Linked DNA regions of Mus musculus: regions 2 and 3 are each linked to region 1. A link is a contact called in public promoter capture Hi-C data. All regions are on one chromosome and are shown on one strand. The core of a region is the stretch at or near the end of the contact, and the rest is flanking DNA. Distances in the headings are between cores, read along the strand shown. Region 1 holds the start of Tra2b (transformer 2 beta). Region 2 overlaps Igf2bp2 (insulin-like growth factor 2 mRNA binding protein 2). Region 3 overlaps Igf2bp2 (insulin-like growth factor 2 mRNA binding protein 2).

What was found. Promoter capture Hi-C pulls out the DNA fragments that hold promoters and counts their contacts.
Region 2: a promoter capture Hi-C map of 3T3-L1-derived adipocytes shows a contact between it and region 1, with 5 times the contacts expected there. The contact joins the enhancer-like site here to the promoter of Tra2b in region 1. A contact is called at or near these places in 4 of 39 promoter capture datasets (the 3T3-L1 cell line, 3T3-L1-derived adipocytes and macrophages), 1 of 484 Hi-C or Micro-C datasets (muscle stem cells), 4 of 115 datasets of contacts at active chromatin or transcription factors (effector CD8 T cells, embryonic stem cells, memory CD8 T cells and 1 more) and 2 of 9 other capture datasets (adipose tissue and pancreatic islet).
Region 3: a contact with region 1 is called in a promoter capture Hi-C map of macrophages, with 6 read pairs. The contact joins the enhancer-like site here to the promoter of Tra2b in region 1. A contact is called at or near these places in 6 of 39 promoter capture datasets (3T3-L1-derived adipocytes, hippocampal neurons, liver and 2 more), 3 of 484 Hi-C or Micro-C datasets (the MNK3 cell line, cerebral cortex and rod photoreceptor), 3 of 115 datasets of contacts at active chromatin or transcription factors (bone marrow-derived macrophages, embryonic stem cells and memory CD8 T cells) and 4 of 9 other capture datasets (adipose tissue, liver, macrophages and 1 more).

The regions. Positions count from the first base shown.
Region 1 is chr16:22,263,580-22,268,309 of GRCm38.p6, forward strand. Tra2b (transformer 2 beta) reads right to left here and starts at 2,426. Exons shown (of 9, transcript NM_009186.5): 1 at 2,162-2,426. The coding sequence starts at 2,197.
Region 2 is chr16:22,065,748-22,070,477 of GRCm38.p6, forward strand. It overlaps Igf2bp2 (insulin-like growth factor 2 mRNA binding protein 2), which reads right to left. Exons shown (of 16, transcript NM_183029.2): 11 at 4,560-4,628; 12 at 2,396-2,512. Among named protein-coding and RNA genes, the nearest start is that of Senp2, 59 kb to the left of the region's middle. Within about 2 kb of position 1,899, at least 76 of the 459 cell types and tissues checked have an H3K27ac peak or open chromatin away from gene starts, as enhancers often do. A contact at or near this core is called in 3T3-L1-derived adipocytes, adipose tissue, memory CD8 T cells and 1 more, where this site is marked.
Region 3 is chr16:22,121,854-22,126,583 of GRCm38.p6, forward strand. All of the region lies in intron 2 of Igf2bp2 (insulin-like growth factor 2 mRNA binding protein 2), which reads right to left. Among named protein-coding and RNA genes, the nearest start is that of Igf2bp2, 39 kb to the right of the region's middle. Within about 2 kb of position 2,573, at least 27 of the 459 cell types and tissues checked have an H3K27ac peak or open chromatin away from gene starts, as enhancers often do. A contact at or near this core is called in the MNK3 cell line and macrophages, where this site is marked.

The sequences.
Region 1 (4,730 bases), core at 1,176-3,675:
TGACTTTAGGAAGAGCAGGGTTTGTGCCCCACTACCCACCACATCAGGTAGCTCAAAATTGTACACATGGCCCAAAAAGGGGATCGTGCACACACCTCCAGGAGTTTTTAACCTCAGTACTCAGAAACCAGAGGCAGGAGAATCTCATGAGTTTGAAGCCAGCCAGCCTGGTATACATAATTTGAGTTTACCTCAATATTTGAGGTAAATACAATACAGGCAGAGCTACAACAAAGTCTCTAAAAACAAAAAATTTGAGTTTAAGTATTACACAACTTTCAAGTTTAGAAATAAATCAGAAAGTCGATTTTTAGTACTTTTTCCCCCCAATTATTTCCAATTAAGTAGTCAGGTCAGCAGGATGTGTTGATTCACACCTTAAACCACAGCATTAGGGAGGCAGAGGCAGGCAAACGCCTGGGGTTGAGACTAGCCTGGTCTACAGAGCTAAGTTCCAAGACAGGGACATAGAGTAACTCTACCTCAAATATTGAAAATCACCAGAAGGTGCATCTTACTAAAAACAAAAAAACCAAACCTCTAACAGGAGTAACAATTTCTCAGCTCTTTCAAAATGGTACCCACTTTCATTCAATTGCTTTTTTTCTCCCTTGAGTAATGTGACCCACAGCTAATACTAGGAAAAATTTCCACAGGTATGATGATGCATACCTATTTAGTCCCAAAGCAACAACAAAAAACTATTTGCTTTTAATTCTAAACAGACTAACTTCAACTTCGGAAGGCAGGCTCAACATCGTAAGGTACATGTGGGTGAAATTAGGAGCTCAAACAATACGAACTTACAAGTTGGGATGTAGTTTAGTAGTAGGGGCTTGCCCATCACTGAGACTAGGTCCCATTCTCCATTATCAGAAAAACAACATTCTGTCCCACTCCCCCATCGCTTTCTTTCCTTAGGTAAAAGGCACGCACTGGTTGACACTGAACTTTAAATTGTCTTAGGGACTCATCTCCGTATATAAAAGATTACATCCGTTCAAATTACTCTTTTTGGGTTCAAGTTCACCATGGAAGTCCAAGAATGCTCTCTACCAAACCGTCAAAGGCCTTTTAGAGTTTACTAACCAAAAAAATAAACTGTGAACTAGTGGTTAAGTGTTCCTGTGAACTTTTTGCGAAAATAAAAACGTTAGTACAGGAAGGGCAAAACAGCCATTCTTATGATGCTTGTAAGCCGTTTCCAAACTGCAATTACCTGTTCACTGAGCCCTGGACTTCCGCATCTTCACGTGACAGTTTTTAATCTAAACTCTACAGCCACGCCACATGCGCCTCATTTGTTCAGCTTTGGGGCTGGGTCTAGTCCAGGCCCATTGTATACAATCTAATCAACCTCTACCGATTTTCACCCTCTGGGAGGTGGAAGCTTAAAAATAAAATCCCGTCGACTTCAGAGTTTAATAGCGCCATCAATTGTCGCCAATGGTTTCTCCTTCCCAAGTCCCCCCAGGGGTAGGGAGGCTCTATACAACAACGCCTAACGACCTTGCGTTCTATTCCAGTAAGCTCTCAACAATGGGAGAAACGCTGTAGCACAAAGCCCTCCAACTAACGGGGCCCCCAATCCCCCTCAGCCGTTTCCGTCTCCAGATGCTCCAAGAGCCCCCTACAGCTAGCTGTCCCTTACCGGGACCAGGAGGCCCTCCATCAACCGAAAAGCATCAGTCAGTCCCCATAGGCTCCCGGCCACACGTGGCTTTTCTCCGCTTCACCCTTGGACCCCGGGTGGCGAGGCGGCAAAGCCTGGCTGCAGGGAGCGGCGGCTCCGCCATTTTGTGCCTCTGGCAGCGCGCCCGGCCCGCGAGCCCAAGATGGCTGCGGCGCGGCTTCGCAGGAGAGCAACGGCGAAAGAAGATACCGTTCCCATCCCCCAACGCCGACGGACGCCGCGGCCATCTTTAGCCTCCCCCCGCCCCGTAACGGGGGGAAAGGAAAAAAAAAAAAAACGGTCGTGGCGGGTGCGAGGCACACAGCCCGCCCGCGGCCTCCCTCCGACGAGAAGCGCCGGCCACCAGGCCCTCCGGCGCCCCGGCTCCCTCCGCACGTCAGGCTCCCGACACCCGGCTGCACCGGGCCGAGAGGCCTAGAAGAAGTAGCAGGGTGGGGACCGCGGCCGCCCGCGCAACTCCGCGCTTACCCGCTCGCCGTAGTTCTGCTCGCCGCTGTCGCTCATGACTCCGGGTCGCTGTCACCGCTACGGGCCTTTCCTGAAGCTGTCAAGCTCCCGCCTTCCTTACAGAGGCTCCGCCGCAGCCTAGCGCGACGCCACACTTTTGCGAGGAGCTCGAAGCCGACACGCTCCGCACCACCTCCGCACCGGTCTAACACTGCCGGATGTGACGCCACGCTCTTTAACCTGGTCCCACCCACTCCCCCGAAGGCGCGCTTTCCTGGCCCCTCCCACTTCGACGCGCCTTCCAACCGCTTTCTCCTGCAGGGGCGCTTCCCAAACCGGACGTGACGTCTACCTTACCGCCCTGCCCCTCCCCTCCCCTAGTACCCGGCCACAGCGTGGCGGGAAAGTGTGCGCCTGCCTTTGGGCGTCTGTTGTGGTCTCCTCGGGACACCGTGATGTCCGTAGCCTTGCCACACTCGTTTCTGGAACCTTCTAGAGAACCGTCCTGGGTGGAAGAAGAGAAGAGATGGTTGTACATTCCTCCATGCCTTTGTTCTGTCTCACTAGTTTCCTCTCCTTTTGTTCTCTCATGATCTAGGAGAGAACACAGCCACACACTGGATTCTCACCTCCCGTTTATTTAGACTTAATTCTAGAGCTTTCCTTCCTAAATAAAACCTCCATTTAAAACTCTCGCAATTTAAACCGGGCATTAATGGTGCATGCCTTTAATCCCAGCACTAAAGAGGCAGAGACAAGCAGATCCCTGAGTTTGGGGACAGCTTGGTCTACACGGAGAAACCCTAGCTCAAAGCAAACAAACAAATTGAGGTTTGAGACAAAGCCTCATTGTGTTGCCTGGGTTGACCTTGAACCCACCGTGTATGTTATATAGCCTAGGCTGATGTTAGGAATGTATTAACCCTTCTGGGTCAGCCTCCCAAATCCTGGGATTATAGTTATGAACTATCAATCCTATGGCCTGGTGTGGTAATACACGCCTTTAAGGCGGATCTCTGTGAGTTCCAGGTAAGCCGAATATACAAAGCGAGTTCCAGGACAGTCAGGATTACACAGAGAAACCTGGTCTCATTCCCCACCCTGACTCCCACCTGGGGAAATGGAAAGGAAAGAAAGAAATGGAGAAAGGAAAGCCAGGCAGGGTGGTGCACACTTGTAATCCTTGTAATCGCAGCATGAGAGGTGAGCCCAAGGACAGTTAGCTGTTTAAGGCCAACCTGGGCTACATGAGCGGGCCCCCTTCAAAAAGTGACACAAAACAGAAAATAATTCAAGAGAAACGGGCCTGTAGTAATGGATTTCTGTTTGGGAGAAGCCGCCTGCCCTCTAGCCTCTAAGGATAGCATGAAAGAACACTGAAGATATCTATAGAAAACCATGCCAAATGAGTTCTTGAGATGAATACCATTTTGACAGTCTTCTTGTTTGGTTTGGTTTGGTTTTTTTTTTTTTTTTTTTTTTTTTGGTTTTTCGAGATAGGATTTCTCTGTGTAGCCCTGGCTGTCCTGGAACTCACTCTGTAGACCAGGCTGACCTTGAACTCAGAAATCAACCTGCCTCTGCCTCCCAAGTGCTGAGATTAAAGGCATGCACTACTGCCCAGCGACAGTCACATAGCTTCCGTGAATATTCTGAGCTACAGGATGATCCAACACTCGCAGTTTCAATGAATAAAACAAAAGCTAATTAATGAAAGAACTGTAGTTAATCTGGCCAGCCCAGCTTTACACAGTCACCAACCACGTCATCATTTCAACGTGAGCTCATGTCCACCAGATGGTGTCAAGCCTCAACAAGACCAGACAGCCCTGGGCAGCAGCTCCACATCTGGCCAACATTACTAGTGCCAGCTACTAGTTCCAACAGCACTAGCCAACATCAGCTCCCTAATATTTACTGTCTAAGTTTTCTTCTTCCTGTACTATGGATCGAACCCACAGATTTACCATTCCAGGCAAGCACACCACAACTGTACTGTGACCTCCGTCCCTCAGTTACATACCCTTGCTTTTTTTTGGGGGGGGGGGCTGTCAAGACAGGGTTTCTCTGTATAGCCCTGGCTGTCCTAGAACTCACTTTGTAGACCAGGCTGGCCTCGAACTCAGAAATCCGCCTGCCTCTGCCTCCTGAGTGCTGGGACTAAAGGTGTGCGCCACCACACCCGGCTATACCCTTGCATTTTTAAGCTGCAGATATTCTGGATCACTTATTACTATGGTTTTCCCATTAGAGTTGGGTGTGGTGGCACACCTATAATCCCAGCACTTGAGGAATAGGGGCAGGAGAATCAAGAGTCCAAAATTAGAGCCAGAGGTGGTGGTGCACGTCTTTAATCCCACCATTTGGGAGGCAGGGGCAAGCCAGTTTCTGAGTTGAATGCCAGCCTGATCTACAGAGTGAGTTCAAGGACAGCTCAGGGCTACACAGAGAAACCCTGTCACAGGGTGGGTAGGTGGATGTGGAAGAATAGTTTCCTGGAGGTAATGTCATGGAAATGTTCCTCACTGTTCACAGTTGCCAAATTTTTTCAAATTTTCTTCATGGAAATTTGATGGGGGTGTTGGTATTG
Region 2 (4,730 bases), core at 649-3,148, 200 kb before region 1:
GAATGCTTAGGGAGTGGCATTAGTTTAGAAGGATTAGCAGGTGTGGCTTTGTTGGAGGAAGTGTGCCACTGAGGTGGGCTTTGGGGTTTTAGGAGCCTAGGTCAGGCCCAGTGTCTTTCCTGCTACCAATGGATCTAATGTAGACCTCCAGACCACCACATCTGGCTGTGCTACCATGTTTCTTGCCATGATGGAAATGGACTAAACCTCTGAACCTGTAAAGCCAGCCCCAGCTGAATGCTTTATGAGTTGTCATAGTGTCTCTTCAGAGCACAACACTAAGACAGAAGTTGGTACCGCGAGCGGAGTGTGGCTGAGACCGGCTGTTTGGTGGTGGAATGTGAATGTTGCTACTCTGGATTAGGAAAGGAGCTGAATGCACCTGAATGCAGGGCTTACGGGGCCATTACCAATAGGAGCATGAAGACAGCACTGAGGGCAATTTGAACTGTGGAGGCCCAGGTGAAGACATTTCAGAGGGAAGAATACAGTAAATGGCCTGGAGACCACTCCTGTGGTATTTTAGGGGGAAAAAAAAATCTATCTGAGGCTAAATTAGAGCATTTTGGATTAATGGCATTGGCAGAGATTTCAAGACAGCCTAGTACTGACTCTGTCATGTGGCCACTCTCATAAGCCAACCAAGGAAAAATATAAAATGTACAGTCTGAAGAGAATAGGAGCACCAGGAGGTGTAGTGGAGCTATGTATTTATTGTGTTCAAGGAGATAAAAGTTTAAAGAAAAGCCTTATACTAAATGGAATAAGGAAGATCGTGATCTCAGAGCAAGACCTCACCCAGCCAAGCTTCGGACTTGTGGAGAGGAATTAGACAAAGGCTTAAGCAGTGAAGAAAACCATCAAAGACAGAAAGCTGATGAAATGACTCGAGGGGCCGAGTTCCAGTTGCAGTAAGCGTGAGAACTAGGCAGCTTCAGTCACCTGGTTCTGGCTTTAGAGTCAAGAAAGGGGTTGTGGATCCCTCTGCAGCTAGGGAAAGCCACAGAGGCCAAGCCCCCGTTGGGTTCTTGTTACATTTCCACCCCCAGCACACTCTGACTTAAAAACTCTGTACAGGAAGAGGAAGAGAAGTCAACAACAGAGTTGATCTGGATCTGGTAGCTCCAGGCAGTCATTCCACCTGCTGAGGAGACCAAGAAGGTACTGTGGTCTGGTCTGCCTCAGGACCTCAGGATCCTAGTGGCCAGTGGAATTTCTGTCTAAGATTGAGGCTGACCACTTAGGTGTCTCAATGAGCCTTATTCTCTGTGTCTTGCTTTTTTCCTGTAAACTGAGGTTTGAATAAAGGAAACCCTCAAAGCCCTTCGGTCCAAGCTGTCTCACTGTAGAGTTTTGTTTTGTTTTGTGTTTAACCATCTCAGACTACAGCGTTAGGCACTAAGAAAGATCTCTGGGCACTGCAGACTATGGTCATCCTCATCCTTGCTGTCTGCATCATCTAGGCCAGGGTATTATACGTGCCAAGCCATCGGGCATAAAGCACCCCACACTCTCATCATGCCCAGCCCACCGTGGGCTAGCTAACCCCCAGTGCAAATGTGAACCCCTAACTGCAAGCACAGATGGATGCAGCTTGAGAGTACAGCAAGATGCCATCTTTCCCAGGGCCACCACTGTCCTCATAATGCACAACTCAGAATGCTTTGTTTTTGGTTTTCTTCCCTGTCACACTTGGCTGTGGGAGAAACTCCAGCTCTCAGGGGAAAAGTGTAGGCATTCTCTCTCCAAGTCATGAGACTTGGCATAACTCTGGGTTGTCTCATGGTAGCAAATTCTTTCCCGTAACAATGAAAAGCATTTCCGGAAGCGTTTCACGGGGGCTTTCGGAGTCACGGCCTCGCGCTGAGTCAGAGCAACAGCTGGGCTTGAGGCAGATCTGTGGCAAACAATCACTGACAACTGAGGGGGCAGAACATGGGCTGCAGCCACATCTGCACACATCAGTGTTGCAAACCAAGGGGAATTCCCTCTCCCAGACTTTGGCTCAGTCCTGGCCTCTTAACAGGAGACACTATCAGCTTTGTCTGCCTATGATCTTATCAGCACTTTCCAGAAAGTTCTTCAGTTTGCGTTCCCACAGTCTGTAAGTCCTTGAAGCCTGGGCTAAGGAGCATCAACATGCTGAGTGCTAGGCATAGATGCTCATTCTGCTCATGTGGGCCTTCTCTATCTTCTCGGGAAGAGGGGACAGTGCCAACCCTTGGAGGATCAGGTTTGGTCATTACTAGTTCTTTCTTCTAACTTTGGTTTGATTGAACAGGAAAGGACTAAGATGAAGAATGGGAGCTGACAGGAATGGCCATCTCTAGGTGCTGTGAGAATTCTCTAGCACTGACAGGAGGTGGCCCATGGGGACAGGCAGTAACAATCTTACCTTGATGGAGGCACCAGCAAATCGAGCGAGCTGTTTGATGTGTGCCCCCTTCTTCCCGATGATAGCACCCACAGCCTGGGTTGGGATGAAGAGACTTACAGTCTCCTGCTCTGGGTACTAGAAAAGAACACATACACAGCTATCATTCTGACCTGGCACCTCATGGCCCAGCCAAGTGCGGTTAACAGACCCAACATGGGAAGGCCTCGCAATCTGGGGAGATGGCCAAAGTGCCATGTCAGTGTGTGGCCTGGTGCTCTATAGATGAATCTGAGGAGTGATGTTGAACCTAAGCAAGATTGCATGAGCCTGCAAGGACCTCTGAGCACCCACCCACCCATGTTTGTGGGGCACATGTAGCTGGCTGTCCCTGGGTTCTCAGACACAGATTTGATATATATACTTCCTGGGCCTTCCTCCAAGAACCAAAATGGGTTATTTTGTGGTGACTCAGTGGATTAAAAAAAAAAATGTTTGTCATGTAAGCTTGATGACATGAGTTCAATCTCTGGTGGAAGGAGACAATTCCTGAACACTGTCCTGGGGCTGGAGAGATGGCTCAGAGGTTAAGAGCACCGACTGCTCTTCCAGAGGTCCTGAGTTCAATTCCCGGCAAGCACATGGCGGCTCACAACCATCTGTAATGGGATCTGATGCCCTCTTCTGGTGTGTCTGAAGAGAGCAATGGTGTACTCATATACATAAAATAAATAACTTATTCTAAAAGAAAGAGGGAGGGAGGGAGGGAGGGAGGGAGGGAGGGAGGGAGTTGTCCTGACTTGCACATGGTGCTCGCTGTATGTGCTGTGGTGGGTATGAGCTTTCACATATACAATAATATACAAAATAATAAAAAGCTATTAACCACGCCTGGTCAAAGGACAGAGGGGAAGCTGTCCAGCCCATCCTATAATGAGGAACACCACCTTACAAGGTGATTCGCCCTGCTGTGACCAGACTCCATGCTGAGTACCCAGGATGGTGGGTAAGCCACCTATTCCTGGAACCCCTGAAGAAAGTCAGAGGTTCTTAGGCCAGGCTGGCAGAGGTTGATGCTATAGGTGTCTGTGGGAATGATGTGGCTTTGCTTGCTAGACTTTGATTGAAGAACACCAGCAAAAAAAAAAAAAAAAAAAAAATGTGTGATATAGTGTATGCCTGTGTACATGTTCCTATGTGTGCATACATGTTAGAGGCCAGAGGCTGAGGCTGGTATCCTCCCTCAATCACGCTCTTTATACCTTAGTGTTACTATGAAGTACCCTACGGAACCTAGAGCTCACTGACCTAGTTAGATTACCTAGCCCGTGAGATCCAGAGATCTCTTACCACCAGTCCCTCAGTGCCAGGAGCACCTGGCACACCTGGCTTTTATGTGGGTGCTTAGAATTGAACTCCGGTCCATGCTTGTATGGTAAGCACTTTACCAACTGAGCCACATCCCCTGCCTACTGGAGGCTTTTCTTTAGCTTATTAACATTTCGTTTGTTTGTTTGTTTGTTTGTTTGTTTGTTTGTTTGAGACAGGGTTTCTCTGTATAGCCCTGGCTGTCCTGGAACTCACTTTGTAGACCAGTCTGGCCTCGAACTCAGAAATTCACCTGCCTCTGCCTCCCAAGTGCTGGGATTAAAGGCGTGTGCCACCACACCCGGCCTTAGTATGTTTTAAAAAGTGTGGTGCGTGCGTGCGTGCGCGTGTGTGTGTGTACATGAGTGCAGGTGCCTACAAAAACTGGAGACACTGGATCCCCTGAACCTGGAGTTACAGATGACTGAGTCACCTGATGTGGGATCTGGGAACTCCAGTGTTCTGGTAGAGTAATGTGCACTCTTAATGACTGAGCCACAACTCTAGGCTTCTTGTTCTTTAAGAAAGGATTTTACTCCGTATGCAGCCTGGGCTGACTTGAAACTCACTACACAGTCCAGGCTTAGCTCAAACTGTGAGCATCACCTGAGAGGCCGCAGAGGTAAGGGGGCTCCCAGGGTGGCTTGGTGCTTCCACTGTGAGCTGCATGACTCCTCGGGCAGCCTCGAGCCACAGCAGAGAACATTCACACTGTGAACATTCACAGGCCCGGTCATCAGGGGATACATGGAACTGGCCACAGAGCAGAAGGAACTGGGGAGGAATGGTGACTGGGGCAGAAATGAGGGGCACTTACGGAGTGATGATGTGGGAATGGGCCGAAATGGTGATGAGGGTACAGACTGGAGAAGTATCCGGAGTGGGTCTGCACAGTAACAAGACATTCAGTGAGTCGGAGTCCACGCAACACGTCTATGAGCCAACACCACTATCACATCTACAAACTGTACCTTGTGTTCCTACTCTC
Region 3 (4,730 bases), core at 1,323-3,822, 140 kb before region 1:
CAAGAATGATTTTAACTTTTTTTTTAAAAAAAGTTTGAAAGAGCTGGCATCATCAGGGCTACTTCAGTAAAGGCACTGCCACCAAGTCTTATGACCAGAGCCCAATTCCCAGGATCCACGTGGTGGAAGGAGAAGCAACTTTGACAACCTGTCCTCAGCCCTCCACTTGTATACACCCCACACACAGACCACACACACCAAATAAATGAATGTAATATAAACATGTAAATAACTCTTTTCATTGTGTCATGATTCATAGATGGCTTGGTAGGTTCTGATTATTGCTTTTATTTTCCAAGTCTGAAAGAAGAGTCAATGTCAACCACAGTATCTTCTTAGACATCAGACAGAGAAGTTTGACGTTGGATTTGATCAAGGTCGCAGCCCTGATGAACACCAAGACCAGGAATATACCATTTCCTACCTATGCTCTGAGGTTTTCCCATCACACAACTGTCCTCCTGGAGTCTTCCAAGTATGGCTGCCCAAAGTATCTTAAACATTCTCTACAGATTTGATAGCTCACCATAGTATCAAACTCATCCTTCCTAAAATAGATGGAGAGTAGACAGCACCACAGGCTCAGTGGTACCCTGCCCGATGACGAGATCGACCATCCTTGGCAAACCACTTCCAACCAGTTCCCAGAAGCTCTGCCTGGGGTTGTGTCTTCAGACCTGCCTATCTGTTCCTTCAGGCTTTTCTATGGAGTCTCACTACTGCAGATCCTTTACTGTATAAACATGATCACAAGCTCCAGAAGAAACTTGACGATGCTTTATTACATGCATTTATTTATATGGAGCTGGGAACACGAGTCTGCAGGTCAGAGGGCAGCTGGTTGGAGCTGGTTCCTACTCCACCATGTTATGGTCAGGCTTGGCAGCAAGTGCCTTTCTTTACTTGCTGAGCCATTTCACCAGCCCTAATAGACTACTTTCTAAAAACTCCCAATACATCTTACCACCATCACCTTCCAAACCACAGTCCTGTTTCCACCAGCTAGCACCACCATGTCGTCGTTAAAAAGGACCCTGTGATTAAGCAAACTGTTGTAGATGCCAAGCTAAACAGATCTCCTTCTTGCCACGCTTCTTGGGGCCTTACCAGACACACGTGCCTCACACATTTCCAACAGAGGAATAAAGAACACCCATTTGAAACATTACCTGGTTGAGCCATTTCCTAATATACGTCACCGACTAGGAATGTACTTCTGAAGTAGAAATAAAAGGATCCACTACTTAGAAAACTGTTTGTAATTATAAAATACCATGAAGATGAAGACGTTGAAATGGGGAGTGTAGTCCTGGAATATATGTTAGGGCAAAAATGTTTTCCTATACTCTTTTGGGAAACTGATTTGGTAGTAACTATCAAGTCCCTTTATGATTACACTCTTCCACACAATAATCCCACATCCAGGAATTTACACATTAAAGATGTAAAATGTGGACAAAATCAGATTCCCTACCCCTTAAAGGACACCAGTGCCTTCATGGGAAAAAGGGAAAGTATTATTTCTTGAGAGAAACACATCTCTCTACTCATCTGCAAAGTACAGGAAACAAAAGGGTGTTTACAAGCTTGGGGGCATCAAAACAGTATAAACTGTACTTAACCCCCTGTTCCCAAGAGAATGCTGCTGTTACAGATCCCCACAGGCCCACAAGAAGCCAGTAAGAAGACTCCCCAGGGAGAGATGTCCTGAGGCACAAAAGGGGGTGTGGGGAGGGCCTTCACTCCTCGAGCCCTGATGTGAAGGCTTCCTCAGGACTCATGAACTTAGAACAAAACATGATAATGAGGATAAATGACTGCATGTTAAACCCTTTTAGAAAGCTAACAATTTAGCTATTTCAAGAGATCATTTGATATTAAATACTTTTTGTTTACATTATATTTTAAGGGATGCATATAGCAATCCCTTAGGAAGGGAATACAGAAGAGAAGGAAGCTTCCAGCAAAGCGACAGGTTCAGATCATGTGACTAAGGCCGCGCTGCCCTCTAGTGGTGGAGGGCCACACTCTGAGGCTTCTCGCAGATCAATAAGCCCTTTTTATTTAAAGCTTTAAACTCACAAAGTTATGAAGGGGCAACAAAGGTTCTCAAAGCATGAACTCTTAAATGCTGGAGCCAACTGACCAAAGGAGGACATTCAGTTTTAAAGCCACTGCTTCGTTATTTATTCTCCAGTTCTCTGTATGCATAGACAAAGCCAGGTCTCAAGAGATACGAAATAAGCCGGGCATGGAGGCCACAAGTTTTTAAAGTCAGCACTGGGGGTGTGTGTGTGTGTGGGGGGTCATGCTTACATACAGCCTAGTAGACATTGACCAAACTGTGAATGAATGAATGAACGAATGAACTATTTTTTCAGACTTTCCTTCAATGGTGGCTACTACATTCTTCCCTCTGTAAGGTCAGCCCTAGTGATTTGTGCCAGGTCCATGAACATGGCTTCTGATGGTCTCCTTCCTAGCCTCATTCATCCACAATGCTGTCTCAGCAGAAGGGAGATTGTGGGTGTACAGCTCACTCAGAAATGAAGCTGCTACTCCTGCCTACCAGGCACCACTACACAGTTAAGAGGAAGCCTGGCTAGGGGAAACCCTACTTCTTGGGGCTTCTCTGGGGATTCACCCTGACCTGGGAAAACAGGCTTTGTCATGATAGGCAAAATCAAAGGACACAGGCTCACCATACTGTGTAAGGAAAGCAACAGGGTCCACCCGCACAGCATTTTAAGTGTTACAGTGTTTCCTTTGCATCTTGAGTTACAAGCCTGCAGGCTCTCACTCCAAGGAAACTTGACAGGAAGATAAATGCCTGACTGTGGAGCCAGGGTGTGGAGGCAGAGGTGATCGGAGCTGGCTGACCAGTGAGTGGCCGACTCAGGTCAGCACTACTTATCTTCCTCAGGACCCGTGAGTCACACCGGAGGGGCTACCCATCCAGCAAACGCACACGAGGAGAAGTTTCTACAGCTGTGTTGTTCTTACTATAACAGGTGACAAGGGCTTTTTAAAACCTGACAGACTGCACAGAACAGAAAAAAGCAAAGAAGCCTGAAAGGATTTTAAGTAGCCATCAACTGAGGCACCATCAGTCCTAGGCTTGAGAGGTCACGGTAGGGAGCTCACCACGAGTTGGAGGCCAGCTTGGACTACACAGTAAGACTTGACACAATCCCCTCCAAGAAAAGAAGTTAAAAATTTACAAGAGACACACCAGACTGCAAAGCTTGGAAAAAGCATAAGGTAACCAACCAGTCTATGCTTCAAGTATGCTGTTAGACTCTTTATGAAGCAGGGAGCTAGGGGCAGGGGCTTGCAGGCAATCCTGGCAACCTTGGTCCCAGCCTCAGAACCCAAATAAAAAGAGAGAGACAACCCCAGCACTTGGGAGGTAGAAGCAGGACGATCTCTGTGAGTTAGAGGCCAGCCTGGTCTACACAGTGAGTTCCAAAACAGCTAAGGCTTCACAGAGAATCCCCGTCTCAAAAGAAAGAAAGGGGAAGGAAAGGAAGAAAAAAGAAAGAAAAGAGAGAGAACCAACTGCACAGATGAAAGGTGTGTGGTTTTACCCATCTGCTTACTGACTCATTGAAAAGTAATGTTTCATGTATCCTCATGATAGTATTTTAAAGCAGCTATTCAGTTTCGTATTCCAACTGTATTTGTGTACAGAAAATATAGCCAGGGCAAAGCTACAGAAAGCAAGTTAGAACTGGCAAAATGGCTCGGCAGGTAAATGTTTTTGTCTCTGAGCCTGATGACCCGAACTGATCTCTGAGATCCTCATGGTAGAAGATGCAAATCAAGTTGCCCAAGTTGTTCTCCGACCTCCACACATGTGTGTGCACACATGGACACACACACAAGTAAATGACTGTAAAGAGCAAAGTATACAAAATGCCTCTGGTGAGGTGGGACTAAAGAGAAGGCTCAGCAGTTAAGAGCACTGACTGCTGTTCCAGAGGTCCCAGGTTCAATCCCCAGCACACACATGGCAGCCCACAACTGTAACTCCAAGATCTGACACCCTCACACAGACATACATCCAGGCAAAACACCAACACACATAAGGTGAAAATAAGTAGTTTTTAAAAATTGACAAACCATGAGCATTTTAAAATTAACTATGCTGTGGATCTCTATAGTGAATTTTTTTTTAATAAAATGTTTAGACTTATTGAATGTGTTTGAGTTTTCGGCTGCATGTAAGTATGTATACCACATTAGGCCTGGTGCTCTTGGAGATCAGAAAAGGAGTTAACCCCCTAGAGCAGGAATTACAAATAGCTGTGAACCATCAGGTGGTGCTGGGAGCACTAACCTAGGTCCTCTGCAAGAGCAACAGGTACTCTTAACCACTGAGCCGCCTCTCTAGCTCCAAACACTTAAAATGCTCTGAATGTCTGTTGCGTACACTTGGAGGCCAGGGACCAACTTGCAGTGTCCTCCCCGGGAACAACGCCCACCTCCTCTGGGGCAGGATCTCACACTGGCCCGAACTTACCAATTAGGCTAGCCCGACCAGTCAGCAGCCCCCAGGGAGCCTGTGCCTCGCCTCCCCAGTGCTGAGATTACAAGTGCATGCTACTGTGCCAAGCAATTTTATACAGATTCTGGAGGTTAAATTCAGATCTCTGTGCTTTACTGACTGAGCCATGTTCCCAAAAGCCCTTATCTACATTTATAGGCAGTCTTAGGTAATCCTCAAGTTA